Linked DNA regions of Mus musculus: regions 1, 2, 4 and 5 are each linked to region 3. A link is a contact called in public promoter capture Hi-C data. All regions are on one chromosome and are shown on one strand. Each heading gives the region's core, a stretch centred on a gene start, on an enhancer-like site or on the middle of the called end of the contact. The rest is flanking DNA. Distances are from core to core; before and after follow the strand shown. Region 1 holds the start of Acad9 (acyl-Coenzyme A dehydrogenase family, member 9). Region 2 holds the start of Dcun1d1 (DCN1, defective in cullin neddylation 1, domain containing 1 (S. cerevisiae)). Region 3 holds the start of Ttc14 (tetratricopeptide repeat domain 14). Region 4 holds the start of Zfp267 (zinc finger protein 267). Region 5 holds the start of Mccc1 (methylcrotonoyl-Coenzyme A carboxylase 1 (alpha)).

Region 1 (2,700 bases), core at 175-2,674, 2.3 Mb before region 3:
AGAGAGGCCCACAGGCTTAAACTTTAGAAAAATTCAGCATTGCTAGGTGTGGCATACAATTTCAATCTAGCTCTCATGAAGGAAGGCAGAGGCAGAAAGTCTCAGTGAGACTGTCTCAAAAGCAAGCAATCAATACACCTGCCACCTCCACATTAAAAAGAAGAAGAACAAAACAACACAAACAACAACGACACTGCCTCTGACTTCAACTGGGCTACCAGAGACACTGGCCAAGGTCTACAGGTTGAGAAACCAAGGAACTAACAAAAGAGATACAAAGAAAAGAATTTTTTTTTCAGAAACCTGAGGCCTAACATGCATTCAGAACAAACATTAAGTACATATCTGCATTAGTTACTAATGGTGGGTGGGGTAGGAATGGGAATGAGAAGTGAGCAATGTGGAGAAAACCACTGGCCACTGGGCCAAAGCCTGAGGGCACAGGTCCAAGATGCAGAATTATCCTTGAATAGTGAGAAAGCTGAGTTCTAATCACCAGGCCAGCCTTTGCTAGGGGTATACAGCTCACAACAGTATAGAAAGTAGATACCATCTGGAGGAGAGCTGACCACTGGGACTCTCACTAAATACAGAAATGGAAAACTGGCAGCAAAGCTCACGGGTGATGAAGGGTAGATTTAAAGACTGAAGGGGATACATGATGGCTGCGCTCTTCCTCCTGCCTTGGAAAAGCACAAGAATCCAAGTCCCTCGGCACCCTCTGCGCCAGAATGTGGGCAAAAGGGTCCCCACACTTCAAAGTTCTAGCTTTGAACGTTGCACCAGGGCAGCCACTCAGCCCAAGTGTTGACTTCTACTTTAATAAAGTCAGACAATACGAGACAAACTTCCAAGACAAGAAATAGCTGGATGGGCAACTCTGAGGACCGAGGCAAGAGGACCACGTATTCAAGGCATGCCTAGCTACAGAGCGAGTCCAAAGACAGCCTGGGCTACTACTGAATGAGACCCTGCCCCAAAACAAAAACCACTGTGACACGACTTAAGCCACATCGCCGAGCCCAGCCTCTCGGATGTTTGGCTTCTACGGGCTCGGATAACGTTCCATGCAACTCTGGCCAGAATGAAAGGTGGGAGCAGAGGACACGGGCAGTCCGGCCTCGCCTCCTACCTGCTCGATGTTGCCCAGGAAGAGCTCCTTGGCGAACGAGCAGCTCTGCAGGCTGGTGTGCAGCGGGCGGCGCCTCGCCGTGAATTCCCTCAGCACCCGGGAAGCTCGCGCCGCAGCCGCCGCCGCAGTCGCCCCACGCGAGAGCAGCACACAGCCAGACATGCTGCTCCTGACTTCAGACTTCAAGTCGCTGGAAGCCCCGCCGCTCCTCCCAATGACGCCAATCACCCGCGTCCGGGCATCCAAAGTCTCACCCTGCACCGCTGCAACCGGAAGCTAGCTCGCACTTCCTGATGACGCAAGGGCTGCGCCGCCTTGAGCGAGGCTATTGGACAGGTCGTTCCAGAATATGTTTAATAAATGTCTCCTACGCCAAGCATTGCTGTATGTAATGTCTGAGTATGTAATTTAGAAATTGTAGTTTTTTAAAATTCATCCGAACAGGCTAGGAAGTAAGTGTGTGTGTGTGTGTGTGTGTGTGTGTGTGTGTGTGTGTGTGTGTGTGTTCTTTCTTGTTATACTTTTGCCAGTAAGAAAACGAAAATACTCAAAAGTCAAGCTGCAAAACTACCACCCAGGCTCCCAAACACAGCTCTTGTGCCTGTGTGCTATTCTCAGCACATCCTCTAAAGAGCAGATTAGATTTCATCAAATAAACCTAGAAGTACAACTTTTGTTATTCTCATCTCACTTAATGTAGGACTTAGAATATTGCTAAATGGGTATAACAAAATGACAAGGGACCTATTTTACTAACCCACTTCTGCCTAATTCTCTTAAATATGTGAGTGGCGTGGTATCATTTTGTATGGGAGACTGCATGAAGCACTAAGAGCATGCTGTTTCCTCCTTTCTTGAATCTACCACTCCCTGTGTTGTGCACCCCCCTAGTCTGGCCCCTATTGGCCACAGTCTTCAGACACTTGCTTTCTTCACCACTCCCAGGGCAAGGCATTTCCCTTGGCTCGGTGACCTACCCTATGAAACTATAAACACCATGTTTGTTTGTTTGTTTCTTTTTATGATTTATTTATTTTATGTATGTGAGTATACCATTGCTGTCTACAGACACACCAGAAGAGGGCAATGAATCCCATTACAGATGGTTGTGAGCCACCATGTGGTTGCTGAGAATTGAACTCAAGGCCTCTGGAAGAGCAGTCAATGCTCTTAACCGCTGAGCCATCTTTCCAGCCCTTGTTTGTTTTTTTTAAAATGAATCTTATGTTGAGGAAGTAAGCCAAGGCAGGGCCTGGTCCAACTGGTCCAGCTCTCACATCAGGGTTTATTCATATGTCTGTTGTCTTTATTTCTAGGCAGGTTGTCCTGAGGGAACCAGTGTGGCATCAACTGTTACAAGATGACTCCTTCAGAAAATACATGCAGTTTTAACACCAATAGAAAGCATTTATGCCCCACTGGGGACTGCATAAGGAACTTCCCAAACTATGTAGCCCAGAGCCTCACTATTCTTTTCCTTTTATGCACAAAAAGCAAGTAAGAACAGTTAGCGAGAAGTGAAACTACAGAAGCCAAAAAGCAAGGTTAATATGTTTAGGGACTTTCCC
Region 2 (2,700 bases), core at 93-2,592, 2.1 Mb before region 3:
TCGGGTTTACTCAGATGATGAACTCGGCGAGCTTAGACTAAGGGAGATGGGCAGTTCTGATATTTAGCTTATGTGATGAAAAAGCAGGGGAATGCAGGTTTAGGGATAAGATTTTGGCTTTGTAGAGCTTTGGGGGGGTCTGTGGGATGAGCAGAATTTGTGCTTAGGGCATGCCGCTGCCGAGCTTTAGATAAGATTTTGGACTCACTGGGATATGGGCAGGGTCTAGGAAAAAGGAATATATGAAGAGATTCAGGGATGGTTCTGGAAAGCCCACCACTGAAAAGCCAGAGTTAGCTAGCAAAGAAGAATGGTAAGTGAAGGGGAGACTATAAATAAATCAAGTCATGAAAAATTATGGGAATTCTAGGAGGACGTGTTCAAATTCAGGAGAGAAAGAGGTCAAGTGGAACTAAGAATCACCCCTTGGAGTTGGCACTTAGGAAAAAAAGAGCTTTAAGAAAACCTACAAGCTATTGTTGCAATAGTCTAATGAAGTGTAGCAAGAGACTGAGTCCTCTTCGTTAATATTTTAAGTTGCTAGGCTGAGTTCCTAGAGAATAACCACAAGTGTGATCTAGTTTCACCCTTGCTACTTGGTATTTTCTTAGGGCCTGGCGAGAAGATGCCACATCAGCGCACACACACGCACACGCGCGCGCGCGTACACACACACACTCGCATTGATGGTGTAAAGAATGAATGGGTGACAACAGGTCTGCAGTGCCAAAGATCTGCCTCTGCAGGGCTCTGGGAGCCCCCACCACGTGGCTAGTTCTAAGCAGTAGCAGGAAGCTCCGAGGAGGAGTGACAACAGTTGTTTTAACAGAAACTTTAAGATTGTTAGCTTCTAGGGGTGATCTGGTGGTATTTGCCGGTGGTAAAGGGAGACCCACGTTTGGTGATGAAGATGCGGATGACATATATAAACCTGGGCAATCTTGGACAGCTTTTTCTATGTGCCGTACCTTTGTTTTATTTCCTCTCTCTGCAGGGAGTACTGTATTTCCTTCTCCTTGCAGCACACACTTGTCTTCTGGCCCACAGCTCAGCAGGCAGGCTAGGTCAAGCTTGGCCCGTCCACCAGGCATGACAGTGGCTCTAGGCGCAATAGTCTCCCGGATTCTTCCAAAAACTTACCTGGGAACTCTGACGTGGAGCTATTAGGAGCGCACGGAGGACAGGACGCGGCCGTGACGAGGGCGCCCTGAGTGGGGGCGCAGGCAGGGCCCCGGCGCTTCGTCCTCACTGTGCCCGCGGCCGCCCGCCGCGCGGGTCTCAGCGTGTGTCCGCAGCCCGGGCTGCCGGGTCGCCCGGCCGCTCGTGCCACGGATGCCGGCAGGCCAGGCCGCCCACCCCGGGGCCCGCGCCCTCCGCCTCCCGCGGCCCGGCCGCTCCGCGGGCCGCCGCACTGCGCATGAGCGGGAGCCCGGCGAGCCCGTGAGAGGCGCCGCCGCCGCCGCCGCCGTCCATTCGCTGCGGAGCCGGAGGAGGAGGGGAGAGGTCCGGAGGACACCAACATGGTGAGGAACCGCGGCGCCGTGCCGCCCGGCCCGGGCCCCCGGCCCCGCCGCGCTCCGCTACCGCTGCTCAGCCGGCGCCCAGCTCGGCCCGTCCCTCCCCGGCGCCGCCGCTACGCGAGGGCCCGGCAGCGGAGCGCGGCGGGGCCTAGTCGCCGGAGCGGGGCCGGGCGCGGAGGCGTTGGGGGACGGCCCGCGCCCCATTGTGCGGCCAGGCGGCGCCTGGGCAGCGGGCCTGGCGCTGCCTGGTCCCGGCCGGGCCCCTCGGTGCTGGCGGCCCTGGCGAGCCGGCGTCGGCCTTGCTGGTCCGCGCTGGCGCCAGGCGCCAGGCGCCCGGGAGTTGGGGCGGCTCGGCTGAGGCTCGGTCCCTGCGAGGGGACTGGGAGGCTCCGGGCTGCGGACGGAAGTGCAGCCGGGGGACCCGAGACCTGCTGCCTTCCGAGCGCCTGCTCTATGTGCTTGGGGTGGGAGGAGTAATTGCTTTATTATAGCAGTTAGGGACCATTTGTGATTCTTAAGAAACAGTTTGTCAAGTTGCTCCTCTCCTGGTTTTTGTTTGGGTGAGAAAAAGTCACGGAAGCTGGAAGACGCTGTGGTGAGCTGAGTCCTTTGTCATTAAGTACCTGGCGCTGCTGGTCACTGCTTTTCAGTTTGGAAGTATACAGTCACACCTTGTTGAAGTTCCCGGCTGGCTGCTGGGAGAAGAGTAAAAGTGATGAGGTCCTTCGCTCCGGAGAGCTGAAAGGCTTCTTTGGGGAGGGTGTATGCCCAGTCTTGAGTCGTGGGGGGTTGATTTTCGCTCAGTGACACTTATATGGCCCCAGCCTTGGTGTCATGTGTTGATTATGTGTTTAGGTCCCAACAGAGTCAAGATTTCTCTTCTGTGCTTACGTTCGTAAAACTTTATATTTGTAAGGAAGTTCCGGTTAGTGTTTGGATTGAGAGTACAGTAAAAGTTCAGAGACCCAAGAGAGAGTTTGCAGGTTCTCCTTTAATTATTTGAACAGGCCTTGGATATTACTCCTGAACCCCCAAGAGTTTCCACTCTCTTACTGGGGTGCTTTCAGCAGGCTAAAATAATAGAGTGCGCGTCTCTGATGGACATTCATCACGAGTATGTATGCAGTTTCCCACAGTCCACATCAGACACCTGCCCTCGAACCCAGTGCCTGCCAGTGCT
Region 3 (2,700 bases), core at 39-2,538:
CCCAATATCCTACCAGGTAAATGTAAACAGACTTGGATAAGCACATAATTTTTGCATGGGATGAGTGTAGAGTGACTTACTGTGATTTCTAAGTGCGAAATATCTCTCACGATGCCACTTCCTAAACAGATCAACACCATGAAAAAACCAAACTCCCGAATAGAGCTAATTCTTCCAATCACTATATCACCACGTTCAATATCTCGGAAGAAGAGCTCTCTCCGGTCCATGCTTGGCATCTCCATGAACTGCTCTAAGGGTGGCATGACCGCATAAAGATCTGGAATAAAATAAAACCAAATCACCACGATCATTCTGACTTCCTTCTCCTTTGATAAAATGCTTTAAACTAACCAGTAAATCTTGAAAAGCTTCTCAGACTAAACTTACTGTCATTGTCGTCATGCACTTCAGAGGGTGGAGATGCGTCTGATTTCCAAGACAGTGCAAAAAGCAGATCCGCTTTTTTAGAGATGAATTTTTGTATTTCAATGTTGTCAACTCTCTTCTCTTTCCTTAAAAGAAAGGTGACTATATACATGTACATATATATATATATATATATATATATATATATATATATTTTTTTTTTTTTTTTTCACTGATCCACGCTCTCATACATCCAAACTCGTGTACGGCAGTTTTCATCACCCAACCCTGCTTAGTGTCTCCAGGGGAAGTTTTATTTATTTTAGCTTTTCAGTATGCATTTATTTAGTGCTGTGATGTGGCGTCCATGTGCCACCGTGTGCAACTGGGGGATCATAGGACAAGGCTGGGATTGGTTCTCGCCTACCCTTGCGAAGCCTGGGAATCGGTCAGGTCAGGCCGCTCGATGGAAAGTGACTTTACCCACTGAGTTCCGGAAGAAGTTTTAAGCCCGTTCTCTCTGGAAACGGGAGCAGGGAAGCTTTGGCGGCGGCTCGGAAGGCGCATCCCGGCCATTCAGCCCGGAGCCAGTGCCTGGTCACACACCCCGGGGCTCGGTCCCTCCTGTCCGCCCCGCGCCCCGGCCCGGGTCACGGCCCCGATACCTGCCGGCTCCCGGAGGAGGCGCCGCGCCGCGGGCTGGCTCGGCCGCCGTGCCCAGCAGGCTCCGGAAGTGCGGGTTGTCCTGCTGTTCACTCCGCAGCAGCGACAGCAGGGCCGGGCCGTGGCAGCCCAGCGACTGCCGCAGCAAGTCGCGGTCCATGGCGAGCCCGCCAGGCTCCGGCGTCCGAGCCCGCGCTCCCGCAAGCCGAGGGAAGCTGCCCGGACGCGCTAACCTCCCGGAAGCGCTCGCGGCGGCGAGCTGCCTCAGTCTCGCGAGACCTGGCGGGACTACGGGAACCCGCAGGAAGCGCGAAGCGGGTCTGGCGCCGAGGGCGGAGTAAGGCTGGAGGTGTGACGTGTGGGGACGCCTGAGCTTAGCACGTACGTCGGGCTGTGTGGTTCCTAGGTCGCCAAGGCCAGAGCTCCGGTCTCTTTTTCACCGGGTGCTGCCGAGTTCAGCGGTGCAAGGGTGGCTGGGCGGCCGCGGAGGAAGTTTCCTCAGTCCTGTCTGCCCGGGGCGGCGCCCGCGTCCCCTCAGGATTGCCTCAAGGTGGCGGTCGCAGGAAAGCTGCCTGCTAGACCGACGTGGGGCAGACAGACAAGGACCTACAGTTGACTTGGCGGCGGCTGGAGGCGTGTCCACCTTGTTTCTCGCTGCCTTTTAGAGGGATGTGGCTGTCACCAGCCCGGAGAGCTTTAAAGCGCAGCGCGCATGCTCTGTTCTGGCGTGGCTTTGTAGGAGTTTTAGGATAAGCTGCCTACTACTAGGGTGATATCTGTGGGCTGCCTGGTACACACTGGTACCGAGTGCTTTAGGTGGCTTACTTAAAACTGGCCAGCGTTTGCTGGCTACACTTCAGTGCTAGCTCTACACCGAGTGTAACCCATAACCCCACACAACTTTGTTCTACACCTGGGCACCACACCCATACCATCAGGGCTTTTGTTTGTTTGTTTGTTTTTTGTTTGTTTTTTTGTTTGTTTTGTTTGTTTGTTTGTTTTCCAGTTACAGGGGTTTCGAATTCATTTTCTTTCGTGACAAATACGTGATTTTTGAAAGGGACAGGACACTGGATAGTTGACCAGACCAGAGGGGGTACAATGGAAAGTGAGGGAGTTGGTTAGTGCTTGGGTTTTCAGCATGCTAGCCAAGGATTCTCTCTACCACTGAGCTACAACCCCACCTACATTTTTTTTAACTTAAAAACTCTCCAAGAAACTTTAAAGAAATATGAATAGTTTAATGAACTGTTGGGAGGGGGTGGTACAGGGTACGAAAATGGTGAAGGAAATGAAGAAAGCAGAATATTCCAAACAGATTTTCACTGCTTGGTTTCTAACCCTACTTTTACTGTGATTTCAAATTTCATCTTAAAAGTAAACACATAAGCCGGGCGTGGTGGTGCACGCCTTTAATCCCAGCACTTGGGAGGCAGAGGCAGGTGGATTTCTGAGTTCCAGGCCAGCCTGGTCTACAGAGTGAGTTCCAGGATAGCCAGGGCTACACGGAGAAACCCTGTCTCGAAAAACCAACCAACCAACCAAACAAACAAACAAAAACCAAAAAACAAACAAAAAATAGTAAACACATATGTATATCCTGTAACAAACACTAGACTCTAAAGATGAAAATACGCCCTGGCTCGGAGTGACTCTGTTTGTTTGTGG
Region 4 (2,700 bases), core at 172-2,671, 2.4 Mb before region 3:
GCAAGAAAGGCTAGTGAGTCTAAACAAGGGGACAAGCAGGCCCATGAGCCCTGTCACCTTCCGTCCCTACAAGGGATGCAGAGCAAGGCGGGAAAGCCCAGAACTGGTTTACAGAACACTTCTCCCATGACTACTTGGCAGTCTGGATTCATTCTTACAAACTTGCAGCAAGGATTTAATTAAGCAACCAGAAGGCCTCCTGCATGCTAAGTACAACTGGCAGAATATTGATCAAAAGGCTGAGATAGCTCAAGTGCGTTTCAGATGGGAGAACACCAAGACATCCAGCAGCGTCCCAATGCGGTCTAGCCTCACACCCCAGGCTGCTGGGACGATCAGCCCAGACACTGACATCATTGGATGCTCCTAGACACTGGAGACAAGGCAGCTGGTGTTGGCATCTCTGAAACCCGGGCAAGGAAAGGGCCAAGTAGAGTCAGATGAAGATAGACCCATCACTATGGAAAATCTCCAAAAGGCAAGTACAACCCCAAAGCATTCTGATTGGGGTTCCTGTGTCTAAGGATGACAAAATGAGAGGCATTGTGTGTGTGTGTTTTAATAAAAAATCAAGTGATTTTATGTTAAATATCCATAGGGTAAATCCTTTTTAAAATGTCGCCCAGTGTGTGGAGTGGGGAAAAAAACCAATCAAGCAAAATGTATGTCTATTTGAAATGCTGCGTGGGAAATGGGTGTTAATATTATTTTTTAAATGGGCATTTGGGAATGCGGTCAGGAGATGGAAATTTAGGAATCTTCCTCCAACCAGAGGAGAAGCGAGGACAGGGGAAGAGCAGTCATCTGGATAGGAGATTCTGCTTCGCGTTTATCTAGACTGCTCGGGAGGAGGGACAGGACACCTCACTGAACACTTTCCCTGCGGGAGCCCTACGCTTGCAGGTTATCGCCGCACAATCCGGGCTACTAGGCTGGAGCCTCTGAGGACTCCAGGGCAGCAGGGTCTGACCCTGGGCCTTCACTGCACCGGCTAGCTCGGGGGCGCGGCCGGGTACCGGGGATCTCCAGCTCAGGCTGCGCGGTGACGCATGGCCCACCAAGGGGGACCTCAAGCCGGCCGATCCCAAGGGCCGGCCGCAGGAAGGCGGGGCCGCCGTCGCCCCCCATGCAGTCGCCGGCTCCCCCTCGGCTCCCCGCAGCCCTCCAGCCTCGCCGCGCCACGCACACACTCACCAGCAGGCTTCAGCAGTGCTCACCGTCCTCCCACATCGAGCACTGGCCGCAGCCGATTCCCACCGGCTCTACACAGCCTCCCTCCAGTCTCAGGACACCATGCACACTCACCATTGTGGCTTGACTACGCGGAGTCCGCGTCCTCCCGGTGGATGGCCCGGCACCCTACAGACGCAGGGCAAACGGATGCCGCAGGGCTGAGCTACAGTCTACACCGGAAGAGACCCAGCCTGAGGAGGATTCCAAGATCCTGGACTTCAGAAACACAGCATGAAGGCCCGCCCCCTCTACCCTGTCTAAACGTCTGATTCGAAGTTCTCACCATCGTGCTGCTGATTGGATGACTTTCCGGTCCCGCCCCATCAGGCCCCAGCACTACCCTATGGGCTGAAATGACAAGTTTTTGGTACAGTTGTAGTAAAGCTGACCCTAGAGGAATCATTCCCATTTACTATTGTATATAAAGTCAGACCAATTTATGAATCATATATATGTATATTATTCGCAATAGAGAAGAGCTTTGGCACCATTTCCCCCTGAGCTCTGTCCTTGAATTTCAAATTTTAAAAGGGGAAAAAAATCTCCTGAATCAGCAATATTGAATATAGAAAGGGGGAGTAATACTCAAGTGTTACTGTACTGGCTAGTTTTGTGTCAACTTGACACAGTTGGGGTTACAATAGAGAAAGGAGCTTCAGTTGAGGAAATGCCTCCATGAGATCCAACTGTAAGGCATTTTCTCAATTAGTGATCAAGGGGGAAAGGCCCCTTGTAGGTGGGACCATCTCTGGGCTGGTAGTCTTGGGTTCTATAAGAAAGCAAGCTGAGCAAGCTAGCAAAGCATGCCAGTAAAGAACATCCCTCCATGGCCTCTGCATCAGCTCCTGCTCCCTGACCTGCTTGAGTTCCAGTCCTGACTTCCTTTGATGATGAACAGCAGTATGGAAGTGTAAGCCTAATAAACCCTTTCCTCCCCAACTTGCTTCTTGGTCATGATGTTTGTGCAGGAATAGAAACCCTGACTAAGACACTTACTTAATTTAAAATTTTCTACTGTTCATATTAAAGTTAAAACAGTGATTGTAATAAAACCCAGTATATCCAAACATATCATCATATGTGGAATTGGTTACACACACACACACACACACATATACATATATGTATACATACATACATACATACATATACACATATACATACATGCACACATATGTATACACACACATATATGTGTGTGTGTGTGTGTGTGTGTGTGTATATATATATATATATATATATATATATATATATATATATATATATATATATGTTACTATACTAAATCATCCAAATTCGGGTCTTCAGCAGGTTTCAGGTCACGTCTGTCACAGTCCTCTTCTGAGAGCTATAATTTTCCTGACCTCAAGAAAGTGAGGGGAACCTGAGAATCTCTCCCATTTATGTCAGAAGTGAAGCAACACAGTTTCCTGCCAATATTTCTTTTAGGTCCCAGTGAATGGGGGT
Region 5 (2,700 bases), core at 119-2,618, 2.2 Mb before region 3:
TACATAGTGAGTTCCAGGACAGTCAGGGCTACATAGAGAGACCGTGTCTCAAAAAGAAAAAAAAAAAAAGTCATGTGAGATTTTTTTCCTCTTTATTTCTTGCTTATTTGGAGGCCATGTTCACTTTTTTGCTGTTTTAAATATATATCTTACATTCATTTTAAGTACAAGATGAAAACAATTTCTCCCCACGCCCAGAAAACAGTGTGTGGTTTTTTTTTTTTTTTTTTTTTTTTAATATGGAACTCTTCACACCTGAAACAGCGTAAAAGTAAACAACTAAATGAAAACCTGAGGAAATATTAACCTCTATAACTAGAGTTCTTATAACTCTGTAGGAAAAAAAGATATCCAGCCACACAAACAAAGCCAGTGGCAAGTACTCCCAGGGACGTTTTGAAACTATGTGATGACTCTACCGATAAAAGTCTAAACTTACTCAATATAAGATATCCTTCCTGAAGGAAGGAATTCATTTCTGGTGAACTCCAGAGGGATGGGTTCTCTTTTGCTGGCCAATGGGCCAGATAAGTAGGAACCTTCTCGAAAATACACAAGCAAGCCAATTTGTATCCAGACTTTCTAAAAGTTCGAATCTTTCAAGAAAACATCTTAGATTTTAAAGACAGGTGCAGGACTACTAGCCCAGACTGGTCTCGAACTTGGTCTGCAGGTTAGGATGGGCTTGAACTCCTGATGTTCCTGCTTCCACTTGTGTCCCCTTATTTCTAATTATTTTCTTAGTTCCTGGATTTATTTGTCCTTTGGTGTTAGTTTTCTGATTTCACTAATTTATTCCTCTTTACATTTGTTTTCCTTCTGCATTTATGTTTGTTTTTCATATCTTATTTATTTTGGTTTTTGAGGGACAGCCTCAACGTATTGCTCAGGCTGGCCTGGGACTCACTGTCTAGTCAATCCTGTCACTTACTACAATCCTTCTGCTTCAGCTTCTGGGATTGCAAATATGCGCCACTACGTCCCATTTAGTTTTTGCACTTATAACCCTTCGATTGGCTGTTTCACTTACTGTGTTTTTCTCCCCCATATGAGCTCTGCCTCAGCTGTATCAAATACCTACACATAGCTTTTACTGTGTCTTTGTTTCCTGCCACGCAGTTTCCACTGCCCCTTTTTCCTGATGTTTAGTGAGAAAGCTTGCATTTTGCTTGAGTGGTGGTTTGAGGGGCTGTGCATTTTCCTCTCATGCTCTGTGCTAAAAAAAAAAAAAAAGAAAAAAAAAAAAACCTGGCCCCGCCCCTCCAGATGGAGCCCAGCCCCTCACAGTTCACTCCCCACCCCCCAGGCACATGGTCCAATCAGCCAATCGGTACCTTGAAACACCCAGTTTTGTGATTGGCTCTTGCGGAGACGCCTACTTGCTCTTCGGAGCTACGGTGGCGGATCGGGGACAAGAAGCTTGCGCAGGGAGGGACGCTTTCAAGAATAAGCCAAGCAGCTTTTGGAATCCAGCAGAACAGCGCGGAGATGGCGGCGGCGGCGTTGTTGGCTGCGGTGGACAGGAACCAGTTGCGACGGGTCCCGATCCTGCTGCTGCAGCCGAGGTGACTCAGGGGTACTGCCGGTCCGTGCGCGGCCCGGATGCGAGGCGCTGGGTCACGTGAGAGCAGCCCTTTAAGTGCCTGTGTGTAGTTTTGGTAGGCGCTGTCCCACTTCAGTCTTTGGCTCTTCCTACAGACTCTGCCACCTTGGCTGGTTTCTGATCTGGGCACCCCGCACGGTGCTGCAACCGAAGATGGCATACGTAGCTAGAGGCTTGCACCAGGACCCCTTTCCCAAAGTCGCTTTCAGCTTAGCTCCCTCATTTTGAGTGCAGTTCAGAGAAGGATTTCTAGAGACCTTTCCCATTGCTGGGAAGAGTCAAATTAATGAGGGGTGAGTTTTGTCGAACGCTCTTGTTCACAAGTTTGAACAAAGCTGGCAGATGACTACCCCGGATCCTTTTGGAAACGAAGCTCCACGCTTTGACAACAGTGAAAACCCCAAGTCATGTAGATAGATTACTTCACCATAATCATCACCTCCTCGCATTCTGAAAAACGTACTGGCCCAAGGGCAAGAACTGCCTGCAGAAGGTTGGGTTCCCAGCTTACCTGTGACCTTGGTCGAGTTACCTAATATCCGTGCTTCAGTTTCTTCTGCTTGGAGGTGATGATACTTGTATCTAGCAGAGGTAATATAAAGACGATACTAACCCCCTCGTATGTCCAAATCAACACGTGGATAAAAATTTAAACACATCATGGTCCATTCAACAAACAGTGGTCGATGCCCTGGATTTTCGGTGAATACTAAAATGTAGGTCTTCACCCTATATTTTAAATAAGAAAGATGGTGAAAGTTGTATTAGTGCTGTTTTTCTTCCTGTGAATTTCCTTAGGTTCCCAAGAATACCACAGAGTCATTCTCCTCTCAAGGCTTAGTTATAGCTGTCATCCTGCTAATAGTTTTTAAAATTAAAACTCTTACCAGCATGAGAATTTTACCTTTTCTTTTTTCTTTCTTTTTACCAGCCATGATTCCTCTAATACCTCAGAGAAAAGAATTTGATTAGTCAGACTCTACCCATGAGAATAGCGGCTGTCTTAATTGGTGAATTATCTCCTGGCAGGCAATTTACTCGTCATGTTTAAATGTTTTGAGATGTAGCAAAAAGAGCTTTGAAAAATGGGATAGAGA

What was found. Promoter capture Hi-C pulls out the DNA fragments that hold promoters and counts their contacts. Capture Hi-C pulls out chosen DNA fragments and counts their contacts.
Region 1: a promoter capture Hi-C map of adipose tissue shows a contact between it and region 3, with 2.9 times the contacts expected there. The contact joins the promoter of Acad9 here to the promoter of Ttc14 in region 3. A contact is called at or near these places in 1 of 484 Hi-C or Micro-C datasets (CD4 T cells), 1 of 115 datasets of contacts at active chromatin or transcription factors (astrocytes) and 2 of 9 other capture datasets (adipose tissue and liver).
Region 2: a promoter capture Hi-C map of pre-B cells shows a contact between it and region 3, with 10 times the contacts expected there. The contact joins the promoter of Dcun1d1 here to the promoter of Ttc14 in region 3. A contact is called at or near these places in 8 of 39 promoter capture datasets (the 3T3-L1 cell line, cranial neural crest, embryonic stem cells and 4 more), 1 of 484 Hi-C or Micro-C datasets (CD4 T cells), 3 of 115 datasets of contacts at active chromatin or transcription factors (astrocytes, large pre-B cells and memory CD8 T cells) and 2 of 9 other capture datasets (adipose tissue and liver).
Region 4: a promoter capture Hi-C map of liver shows a contact between it and region 3, with 4 times the contacts expected there. The contact joins the promoter of Zfp267 here to the promoter of Ttc14 in region 3. A contact is called at or near these places in 2 of 115 datasets of contacts at active chromatin or transcription factors (astrocytes and large pre-B cells) and 2 of 9 other capture datasets (adipose tissue and liver).
Region 5: a contact with region 3 is called in a promoter capture Hi-C map of pre-B cells, with 8 times the contacts expected there. The contact joins the promoter of Mccc1 here to the promoter of Ttc14 in region 3. A contact is called at or near these places in 8 of 39 promoter capture datasets (the 3T3-L1 cell line, the C10 cell line, cranial neural crest and 4 more), 3 of 484 Hi-C or Micro-C datasets (CD4 T cells, muscle stem cells and pre-B cells), 1 of 115 datasets of contacts at active chromatin or transcription factors (astrocytes) and 2 of 9 other capture datasets (adipose tissue and liver).

Annotation. Positions count from the first base shown.
Region 1 is chr3:36,064,703-36,067,402 of GRCm38.p6, reverse strand. Acad9 (acyl-Coenzyme A dehydrogenase family, member 9) reads right to left here and starts at 1,424. Exons shown (of 18, transcript NM_172678.4): 1 at 1,133-1,424. The coding sequence starts at 1,294.
Region 2 is chr3:35,931,608-35,934,307 of GRCm38.p6, reverse strand. It overlaps Dcun1d1 (DCN1, defective in cullin neddylation 1, domain containing 1 (S. cerevisiae)), which reads left to right and starts at 1,342. Exons shown (of 7, transcript NM_001205361.1): 1 at 1,342-1,523. The coding sequence starts at 1,521. It overlaps Gm15952 (a long non-coding RNA gene), which reads right to left and starts at 1,230. Exons shown (of 4, transcript XR_880768.3): 1 at 1,141-1,230.
Region 3 is chr3:33,798,771-33,801,470 of GRCm38.p6, reverse strand. It overlaps Ttc14 (tetratricopeptide repeat domain 14), which reads right to left and starts at 1,288. Exons shown (of 12, transcript NM_027619.4): 1 at 1,035-1,288; 2 at 391-515; 3 at 81-280. The coding sequence starts at 1,192.
Region 4 is chr3:36,149,801-36,152,500 of GRCm38.p6, reverse strand. It overlaps Zfp267 (zinc finger protein 267), which reads right to left and starts at 1,421. Exons shown (of 4, transcript NM_001101478.1): 1 at 1,306-1,421. The coding sequence starts at 1,308.
Region 5 is chr3:35,999,346-36,002,045 of GRCm38.p6, reverse strand. It overlaps Mccc1 (methylcrotonoyl-Coenzyme A carboxylase 1 (alpha)), which reads left to right and starts at 1,368. Exons shown (of 19, transcript NM_023644.4): 1 at 1,368-1,565. The coding sequence starts at 1,489. It overlaps Mccc1os (methylcrotonoyl-Coenzyme A carboxylase 1 (alpha), opposite strand), which reads right to left and starts at 2,133. Exons shown (of 3, transcript NR_029456.1): 1 at 1,335-2,133.